Linked DNA regions of Mus musculus: region 1 is linked to region 2. Evidence: chromatin contacts called from public Hi-C data. All regions are on one chromosome and are shown on one strand. The core of a region is the stretch at or near the end of the contact, and the rest is flanking DNA. Distances in the headings are between cores, read along the strand shown. Region 1 has its middle 3.5 kb from the start of Gm39850. Region 2 has its middle 29 kb from the start of 8430437L04Rik.

Evidence for each region. A called contact is a pair of places that touch in the nucleus more often than the background predicts.
Region 1: a Hi-C map of muscle stem cells shows a contact between it and region 2, with 2.3 times the contacts expected there. The contact joins two enhancer-like sites. A contact is called at or near these places in 1 of 39 promoter capture datasets (cranial neural crest), 1 of 484 Hi-C or Micro-C datasets (muscle stem cells) and 1 of 115 datasets of contacts at active chromatin or transcription factors (embryonic basal ganglia).

What each region holds. Positions count from the first base shown.
Region 1 is chr2:73,002,726-73,008,213 of GRCm38.p6, reverse strand. No RefSeq gene overlaps it. Among named protein-coding and RNA genes, the nearest start is that of Gm39850, 3.5 kb to the left of the region's middle. Within about 2 kb of position 3,608, at least 275 of the 459 cell types and tissues checked have an H3K27ac peak or open chromatin away from gene starts, as enhancers often do. A contact at or near this core is called in muscle stem cells, where this site is marked.
Region 2 is chr2:72,672,269-72,676,956 of GRCm38.p6, reverse strand. No RefSeq gene overlaps it. Among named protein-coding and RNA genes, the nearest start is that of 8430437L04Rik, 29 kb to the left of the region's middle. Within about 2 kb of position 2,481, at least 46 of the 459 cell types and tissues checked have an H3K27ac peak or open chromatin away from gene starts, as enhancers often do. A contact at or near this core is called in muscle stem cells, where this site is marked.

The sequences.
Region 1 (5,488 bases), core at 2,359-4,858, 330 kb before region 2:
TAGCACTCCACACCCTGGAGTTCTAAGCTTTCCCACAAATGTGGAAATAACTATGGCTCCTACCTGATTAGAACAAACACCCTTCTATTCTTCTGTCATCTTTCACTTTCTCCTATTTGTTCCCCAGCTCTGTTTCTCATCCTGATACTCATCTCCATGGGTTTTTAAAGCTGTTTTTCTCTCCATCATCTACTCACCCATCCACCCACCTACCTACCCATCCATTCATCTGTCCATCCATCCACCCATCCATCCATCCATCCCTCCATCCATCCACCCATCCATCATTCATCAATTAAATAGATATTGGTCTTAAGCATTGTTTGGGGGCCTAAGGAGATGAACTCAGATGTGTGGTACATTCTTTCCCCTTCTTCTGCAACCCAAGGCAATCCAAATCATATGTTACCTTCAAAAGGAAATTCGATATTCATTTTTAAAAAGATCCCCAACTCTGGGAGGCAGATGAATGTATCAGTTAAGTGCGAAGATCTAAGAATCAGATAAATCTAGGCTTGAATTTTTTTCTGCCACCAAATACTCCGGAGATAATGAGGAAGTTACCCAATCTCGCCGGGCCTCTCTTCTATGAAACAAGGACCGTGAATGCCTCCTGTCGTTGTTGTAAGATGAAGAAAAAATAACTAGTTGTGACGTTACTTTGTTTTTTCTTTTCCCTCTTACGTGGTCACTTAATAATGAGTGACTAAATTGTGCATGGTGGCTTTTAATCCCAGCACTCGAGAGGCAGAGGCAGGAGGATTTCTGAGTTCAAGGCCAACCTGGTCTACAGAGTGAGTTCCAGGACAGTACTGCTGGTTGCAGTTCTGAGTCTTCTAACTCAGCAACCTTGGGTGACGCATACCCAGTAAATGCACAGGACGTGGACTCCAGGCTGCCTCATCATCTCTTTCCTCCTTGATCCCCAATTCCCAAGGAACACTGGTGTCTGGCTGTCCTGTCTGTCCACCCCCCCCCCCATCCACACAAACCCTTTCTGTGGACTGCAAACCATCACTATAGCACCCAACTGAACTGATAGAAGAGGGAAGCTTTCACACTGAAGGGAGACAGAGTTTCCAGCTCGTGTTAAGTGGCCCTAGCAAAGCAGAAACCATGGCTTCAATTTGGTCTGTCAAAGATGGAATTAAAAGTAGATTTGAAGTTTCACAACATAGTTTTCCATATTACGGGTGCTCCTGTGCATTGAGACGGCCGGAGTGCAACTCACTGGGATGCGCAGAGATTCAATCACTGCTAATGGCTTAAGGAAATGGGGTGGTGAGAATTAGGCTCATCCATCCCAATTGGGGCAAGAAGAAGAACCAGGGGATGTGTTTTTCAGTCTTGACATCTTGCCAGCTGGAGGGAAATGTTTTTCTGAAATCATTGAGCAGCCCACTCACAAATCATAGAGATAACTGCATTCAATGAGAATAGACACATTTTTATGTACTCTTGTTAAAGACTTGCACCACCCACTCAGAGTTGTGCAGAGGGTCCCTGGGGGATCCTTGAAACCCCACCGAATTGGCAGGTAGGAGCCCACTTTAGCACATGCCATGATAAGGGCTTTTACATAATGAGACTGTTTACATATCGCCAAGAACACTTTGGAATATTACAAGGAAAAATATGATATGGCCAACGCAGTCACCAAATCCTGCATAGCCAATTATTAAAAGGTGATTACTTCCTGTGAGGGATGATATTTAAGCCTGGCATCTGTCTTGGAAGGTCTATTTCATTTTAAGTAGAATTAATAGTGAATATTTGAAACAGTTTATAAATCAATTTTATATTCACACACTCTCATATGATTTGTAGGGTAAGCCCTGGGCCCGGAACACTGATTCTTTCATCATGAAAAAAGAGAATTGTGAAATGGTTTGCCCAAAGTCCAAAAGCAGAGGCCATTATTGTTGTCATGATGATTATCATATTAATCCCTTGACACATGCCTCTCTGCTTTTTCTGCTCCTCCATGCTGTGCCTCACATGCTGTGCAAACTCCATCCCCTCCTCCCTCCCCCCTGTATTCCCCTCACGGACACCAGCAGTTCCCCCTCTGCCCTGAGCCAGGGAGAGGACTCCTTGTCTGTCTCTCACCAGTGTGGATGAGGGCTAGGAGCCTGACTTTGCCATCTGGCCCACTTTCAGGTTTTCATGGGGCCAGGCCTAGGTACAACTAGAGCCCGTTTTATATTTCATGTTTTTCTGGTTTCAAAAGAGAAAGAAAGAAAGAGAGAGAGAGAGAGAGAGAGAGAGAGAGAGAGAGAGAGAGAGAGAGAGGCAAGAAACCCTCTGCAGCAGGAATATTGTTCCAGGCAGGGTGTTTCCTGTCAGTTGCTCCAGTGGGAGGATCTGCCTTTAGGGCATTTCTGCTGGTAACCACAATCTGCAATCCTTCTGACAGGTTTTAAAGTCCTAACACAGCCAGTACTTCATGGGGAGTGTCTGACTCTTGACTAGTAGATAAGGCTGGAGATACAGTACAGACTTTATTCTTTTTTGTTGCTATTTTGTTTTTGTTTTTTGTTTTTTCCAGACAGGGTTTCTCTGTGTAGCCCTGGATGTCCTGGAACTCACTTTGTAGCCCAAGCTGGCCTCAAACTCAGAAATCTGCCTGCCTCTGCCTCCCAAGTGCTTTATTCTTAATGGTGGGAGGCACCCACATCTGCTCCTGCCGAGGAGTGCTGTTTGTTTGGATGCTGGAGAGAGAGAGGTGACGACCAGCACAGACCCGGCCTGACGCCTGATGTGTTGTGTTTGGTGTTGGGGTCCAACAGGTTGAACCTCTGCTGATTATCTGCCATCCTCTCTCATACTGGGTCTTTGCCAGGATTTCTTCTGGAAAAAAGCAAAAGAAACACATTCAAAAGTCTAGGTATCAAAACCGGGCAGTGGTCTGTCTTTGCCTTTAACCCAAGCACTTGGGAGGAAGAGGCAGCCTGATTTCTGAGTTTGAGGACAGCCTGGTCTACATTGTGGGTGAGCCCCAGGACAGCCAGGGCCACATAGAGAGACCTTGTTTCCAAGTCCACCACCCCACCCCCCAAAAAAGGTCAAGGTAATAGAAGTTTACTAAATCGGAGGCACAGGGTTATATGAATGGGGAGGGTTTTCTTCACACACACACACACACACACATACCCCGCTTAAAGAAAAACAAAACCAACCCCCAAATAAAACCGCTCACTCCTCTAGGGCTGGACAATATCCATGTTGCACATCTGCATCAATCTTGTGATGGACAAAGACCTGATATTTGGAAGCTCAGGTATCAGAGAGCAACGCCAGGGGAACCCAGAGATATTCAGCCACCTGAATGTAGACCAGTGGTACCTTCCTGTTGGGTATCCCTGATGGGGCACCTAACCAGGCAGCTCCCATGCCTTCAGGAGAAGGCCCGACTTTGAAAGTCTCACATTAGCAGTAAGAACATTCTTTCCCACAGAAACTTTGAGACATCTGGGGAGAGAGGCAAACAGAAAGAAGGGTGGAGGCAGGGAGACCTCTTCTCATGGACTAAGCCAAGGGTGCAAGAGCCGCATATCCCTGCCAGAGGAAGGCAGGCAGATGGCCAAGAAGCACTGACTAAGAACTAGGCAGTGGGGGCAGGCCCTTCCCCCTGCCCTTCCCCCTGCACAGCCACAGGCCTCGGAGTGCTGGTGTGGAAGGGGGAGTCCACCAGTTGCCTAAGTAACCAGGGATGTCTGGAGGGGGGGTGGGCAGAGTACCTCTGAGCTCCGTGTTTGCTTATTATTTCTCAACTGCACAGTGAGCATTTGGGGGGTCTGAAGGGATCGTGGGGGGTTGAGACTCTTAGGAGTTCCCCCTCCCACTCTACCCCACCCCAGCGGAGTCTTGGCCTTCCTGTGACCAGGAATAGATTACATCACACACCAGCAGCTGTGTGCCTCTCAAGCGCCTTAGGGCGCGCGCGCGAACACACACACACACACACACACACACACACACACACACACACACACACACAAATCATATTTGTTCTTGTCCCCTTTCAGCATAGACGTGACTTAAATTTTTCAATTGTCCTCTGCTGTACGGAAAGCGCGCATGTTCTCTTCCCAAAGTCTCTGCAACGCAGTTCCTGGGGCGACAGGGTCCTGCAATAGTTGTTTTCCTCTCTCTCACTCTGAAGCTTCATGGCACTTATATGTCAACTCCCAGAGCCTGGGAGGCCAGGTCCTCGGGCAGCAGCGAGAAGGTGACTTTATGCCTATCTACAAGCTGTGTACAGTCCCTATGTACAGAAGGGGAGGGGGGCTTAGCGCCTGCTTCACCACTTGGCACCTCCTCTGTTTTCAACCCCTTTCCTTCCTCCACCTAGCTGCGTTCCCCAGGCGCCTGACTCTATTTCCTGGCTCCCAGATATCTTTCGTGTGAGAACAGACAGAGGAATCTCCTGGGGTGCGTTTGGAAGGAAGGGAGTAAGCTGGGGTTTGGATAGCTTCCACTAGCAGAATCTACAGCGGTGGTTCTTAACCCGGCCGTACAATAGAATCATCTGGGAAGTGTTCAGAAAAATTTTTTAAAAAATTAAAAATTATTATTATTATTTTTAAATTGCACCGCTCGGCCCAGGCTCGGGGATTTCTGTTTAACAGGCCGGAACAAAGGTTTGTTTTTGTTTGAAAAGAGTTTTTCCTCTCTCAAAGGTATTTTCAAAAAACAATTCCCTGATGTCTCTGAGATGCCAACCACTGACTTCAAGGTGGGCAGAAGCATGGCAAAGACCCTGTGAGCCACACCGACACCCCGAGTGTGGTTTATCTGGTGGAAGCCTCTCAGGGCCAGGCAAGCAGCTGTGCTGGTCGGTGGAGCCCACTCTCTTGTGTGCCAGATGTGCCCTCTAACTGGCTTTGAACTTAGGGGAGGTGGTTCTGGGTGACAGGAATCCAGTTGTGAGGCACCAATAGAGGAAGTTAGCCACAGAGAAATATGACTTCAGCGCCCTGGCGGCGTGGGGCGGGGTGAGAGAAGGGAGATGGTTGGTTGTTTTTCTGCACATCTAAAATAAAATTCAAGAGGAGGGGTAGCGCTGAGGCCAAAGAAGGGAAGAAACGGGAAGTAAAACTGCAGATAGAATTGTGAGCAAAAAGGAGAGGATCCAGAAGGACGCACAGCCCCCCCCCCCGCGGCCCCCCCCCCCCCGCTTCCTCTCTCCCCTCCCCACACACCTGTTTCTTTGAAAGCTTTAGTGGGTTGGCTTTTAACTGAATCAATTACAAGTAGCCCTCCCTAGAAATGTGTCCCAAATCTCTGAGTGGCTCTAACTCTGGCAGCTGCTTTGGGACCGTTATTTCCGTGTCCCAGAAGAAGGGTATTTTAGGGATGAGGCCTTACCAGAAATATGAAGCCAGGGGAAAATAAAAAAAAAAAATGTTACAGAATTTCCAAAAATATTTTGATAGCCATGCAAGACTTTGGAGAGGCTTGAAGAAAACTCAGAGTGTGCTCAGTT
Region 2 (4,688 bases), core at 1,232-3,731:
ATTCCTCGGCTGGAAGTTTCTCTGTACATTGGCATCTTCAGGTAGGGGCTGTGCAGGTGCCTCCCACCGACTCTTGAGCTCCGTTTTAATTAAGGAACATAACATCTCTTGGCTTTCTGTAACCGAGAGGCAGTGGCCTGTGTTCTCAATTGCAGCTCTGGATGTATTGTGTGCCTCCATATTTACTGCCTGCACAACTTTCATTTCAAAGATTTTTACTCTGTGAGCCAAAGGGTCTTTTTTTTTCTCTTCTTCTTCTTTTTTGTGTCCTTTTCTTTTTCTCCTTGCTTATTTCTGAAATGGTCCTGCACCTGAAATTCAAGAGGCAAGCTGTGCTCTTTCTGCCTCTGACATCATAAGAAAAGTAAAAGATGGGAGCTGACCTTCAAATGCTCGGCCTTAAATAAAAGCCCTGCTCACTGAGTGGTCCTGAGAGGGAAAGCTGAGGGCTCATCTCACCTGAAGAATCCCGAGGTCGAACCCAAGGCTGCCACTCTTCCTCCATCCAGCTCCTTCCATGTTCCTGCTTGGCTTAGGCGTTTAAAGCTTTTCTCCCAGAGCCAAAATCTTGGTGAAAGGGATTATCAGAGGTTGTCTGCGAACAAAGTTGCTCCGAGGAATGCTTTCAGTGTTAGTGGCTTGCATGGAATTTTCTGGAAGCTATTCAGAAATGATCATCCCTAACTAAGGATCGCACAAACCAAGGCTGAGGTGGGTAGGTAAGAACTGGAATCAGGCCTCTCACCTATTTTCACACCCAATACAATAAGTGGGCTGTGCCAGAGAGTCAACAGGAAACCCTTCTGGCTCTCAGATTCTATGGTAACAGTCAATGCTGAAGAGCCAATGGAGACAAAGAGGGAATACAAACCCACTGCTGGAGATGCCCTTCCCTTCAAACTACGAAAGAATGAGCCTCCAGAAAGTGCAGTGAACTCCTACTGGAATGACCAACAGGGAACTTATATTTGACTAAGAATCTAGATTTATCTCTATTTTAAATATTTTAATGTGCCCCCCCCAGAAAGTTACAAGACAGTACATACACTATGGCAGATATATACAAGTGTGGCCACACTGATTATTATTCTATACATCTTATTCAGGCCTATGCATGGATGTAAATATAAGGCAGACTCTATGGAAGTATACACAGCAAGTTGATAGCATAGGAAGTGTGGCTACATTAGGTGACAAGGATTAAAGATAATTTTATGATTGTCTACATTGTCTCAAGGTTCTCCAGGAAGGAAGTCATGCTTTTCTTATCTAATGAAATCATACAGTTTGCACAGATGATATTTAGGATATGGCCTGTGTTATAAACACATTTGCACATGTACAAATTCCTATGCCTAAAATAAGAACTGTCAATAAGTATCAGTATAATTGGAGATATTTAAATGTATGGAAACCAAAAACTCAAACAATCAGGTACCCAGCCAGCCAGCTTGGTTCAACGCCTTTGGAGCCCTGCTTAGGATTCTGTTCCCTTTAATCCACCCTTCTCAAATCCTTCCTCAATATCTGTCTTCTCTAACCTCCTCTCTCTCCCCAGGCTCTTTAGGGGGAAGCTTGATGGAAGCTGGAATGATCCCCCTACTCCCAGCCATTGTCACAGAGGATAAACCCCTCCCCTGAGTGCTAACCCTCCCCTCCTGCTGGGTACTCACCATCTCCAGGGGCACTTAGTCTGCTCTTTGGCGTGGAGCATCCCTGGAGAATCTGCTAGTGTCCTGAGTCCTGAGACTGAATCCCAGCCGTCCTTAGAGTCCTTAGACAGGGACACCGTGTCTCCAAAACTGTAGCAGACACAGCTGGGACACAGGACTTGGGGATGTACAATGGTTTCCACATTATCTCTGAGGGAAAAGGAAACACATTTCTCTCTCATGTGGCTCAGCCACTAAAAATGGCTTAGACTACCATACGCTCATAGATCTTAAAAGGAAAGCTATCTGGAACAACTCATGAGATGCCTAAGAAAGTAGATGGCCTTTTCGTCAGCAATGCCACTCACAGTCTTCCTGATGAAAATAGTCAAAAAGGAAGGTAGGGATGTGTGCAGAGAGATTCATTGTACCATTGCTTACGGCTAAGTCCAAAAATGGTTAAATGAAGGCAGGGTCAGTCCAGGTAGTGATACTATGTAGCCATCAACAAAGAATGAAAAGGAGGAGGAGAGGTATGGGAAGAGAAGGCTGCCGTGAACTGTGGAATTGTGCTTATGACTAGATTTTAAAGAAATTACCAGCAATCAGAATTATCTCGTGCACACGATCTTTCTATAAAAAGGGGAAAAAAAAAGAAGACTCCGGGGAGGTACAGGGCGAGGAAGCATGATAAGGGGAGCCTAGAAGAGAGAGAGCCAGAGAAACACAGGGTTAACTGGCAGAAACTGTCTCCAGCCATGGTGTGCTTCTATCCCTGCAGCCGCAACAACTGGGGGAGGAGAATGGGGGCGGGGGCGGTGAGCAGACAATTTGGCTGACTAAGTGGGAGGCAGAATATCACACAGCTGCCTTCCCCACAGCTGGATTGGCTTTGCAGTGTTGACAGTTTGGAAAAAAAAGGAGAGAGAGAGAGAGAAAGAGAGAGAGAGAGAGAGAGAGAGAGAGAGAGAGAGAGAATAAAGTCTTGTCTATGGCTGTGAGGCAGGCAGCTGGGATGTGACCCTAGCAGGGAGCCCTGGTTTGATCAGTAGAAGTTACTGATTTATCTTGAATTGTAGAGCTATAATTTTTTAGCTCTGATGAAGTTTCCATTATATTATGTTGGCTTTTTTTTTCTTCTCCCCGGGGCTTCTAAGCATTAAAAAAATATATATTTTATTCCATGCTTTGAAAACTCTCCATAAACAAAATCACTGTGATACACACTTTCCTTCCTCCTGATCTATTACTGACTTTCTACCACACCCAAACAGTAAGTCAACTGTTGAAAATCTAAACTGAGAAGAGGAGGAGGAGGAGGAGGAGGAGGAGGAGGAGGAGGAGGAGGAGGAGGAGGAGGAGGAGGAGGAGGAGGAGGAGGAGGGAGAGAGGGAGGGAGGGAGGGAGAGAGACAGGCAGAGAGAGAGAGTGAGTCAGAGTCTAAGCTGACACACACAGGAAAAATGAACCCGGAGATTAGCTAATTACTCAATGAACTTCAGCTGGGTAGACAATCTGCCAAACTCATACCACTGGGGGGGGGGGGGGGGAGGGAATTATTTGTAGTTGTCTCCCCTGTCTCCCCTTCCCTCCCCTCTCCCTTCTCAGTCATGGTCCCAAATATATGAATGACAGCTCCAATTCTTTTACTGTGGCTTGGGTCAGCTTGCTACTGCTACTTAGGTCAGAGGTCAAGTAGTTACGAGAATGATATTAACACATCACTTCTGAGCGTTCTCTGTTGGCTGGAAGCATCTATTTTCGAACTCCTGCAGGTGGCCGCCTCTCACAAAGCATGTCAGATGTTGCAGGATGCAAAAAGGTTCAAGGGCCCGTAGATTTCAGACGCTTCTGTGGGGCCTTTTCACAAGTCCCTGCTACCGTTCAACATAATTTTCATGGCTCTTAGGGACTTAAATGCAAGTGAGCAATTTTAAAGAAATCAAAATATGACAAAAGGAATAAAGGCCCACTTTTCTGAAGCAGTCCTCGCTTGTCTCTCCTCCACCCACCAGTCGCCCTAGCTGGTAGATTCAGCCAATATTTGAGAAGGGCTTAAAACTTTTAAAAAGGGTTTAACCAGACCAAATTAATAGAGAACCCAAGGCACACATTAGATTACCATAAATTAAAAGACTGAAAAAAAAAGTAAGAACATGACATTGAAATATACTGTATGGCTGGCGGGCCAGAGTCATTTGATTGGCTTAGTACCAACTTGATCGTAATTACAATCATTGTAAAGTGGGGCCTTCAGGGAACTGGGTAGTTAGCCTTTGGTGCAAGGCCGAGGAAGACTTTAGAGTTTGAAATGAATGGTGGATTTTAGTAAACAATGCCATACATACACTTCTCCCATCTTACTTTCACTCTGGTGTTTGCTTGTCCTAGATCTTCACCACAACTTTAAGAAATTTCTTTTTTTCTTTGATGTTTCTGATTTTCTACTTCATTTTTTTTCCTCCCTGTATAAAATAACAACACTGCTGCTGCTGCTGCTATTTATTAAGTAATGGCTACATTCAAGGTTTGGGTACACATATCAATTCATTTCAAACTCACAAGCTCCCTGTGAGGTCAGACTGGCTCTTTTCTCCTCTCTTCAGATGAGGACACTGTCCAAGGTCTATGGTTAATAACTAGCAGTGCCCAGTTTAGAACCTAAAGTTTGAACACTTGACACCACCCCCTTAACACAGAGCAATGTATTCTGTGCTTGTATTTTCCCCTTGGAGAGAGAGCAATCTGTTTTCACAGTCCTCCAAATAGAAAACCATTTACATAGGACGGAAACTGTTATGCCAATACTTATCCAACTCAATAGTGTCTTTTTAAAAAAGATTTATTTATTTTTTCATTTATGAGTTCACTGAAGCTGTCTTCAGACACACAAGAAGAGGGCATTGGATCCCATTACAGATGGTTGTGAGCCACAGTGTGGTTACTGGGAATTGAACCAGGGCCTCTGGGAGAACATTCAGTGCTCTTAACCACTGAGCCATCTCTCCAGCCCCTCACTAGTGTTTTTAATTCATA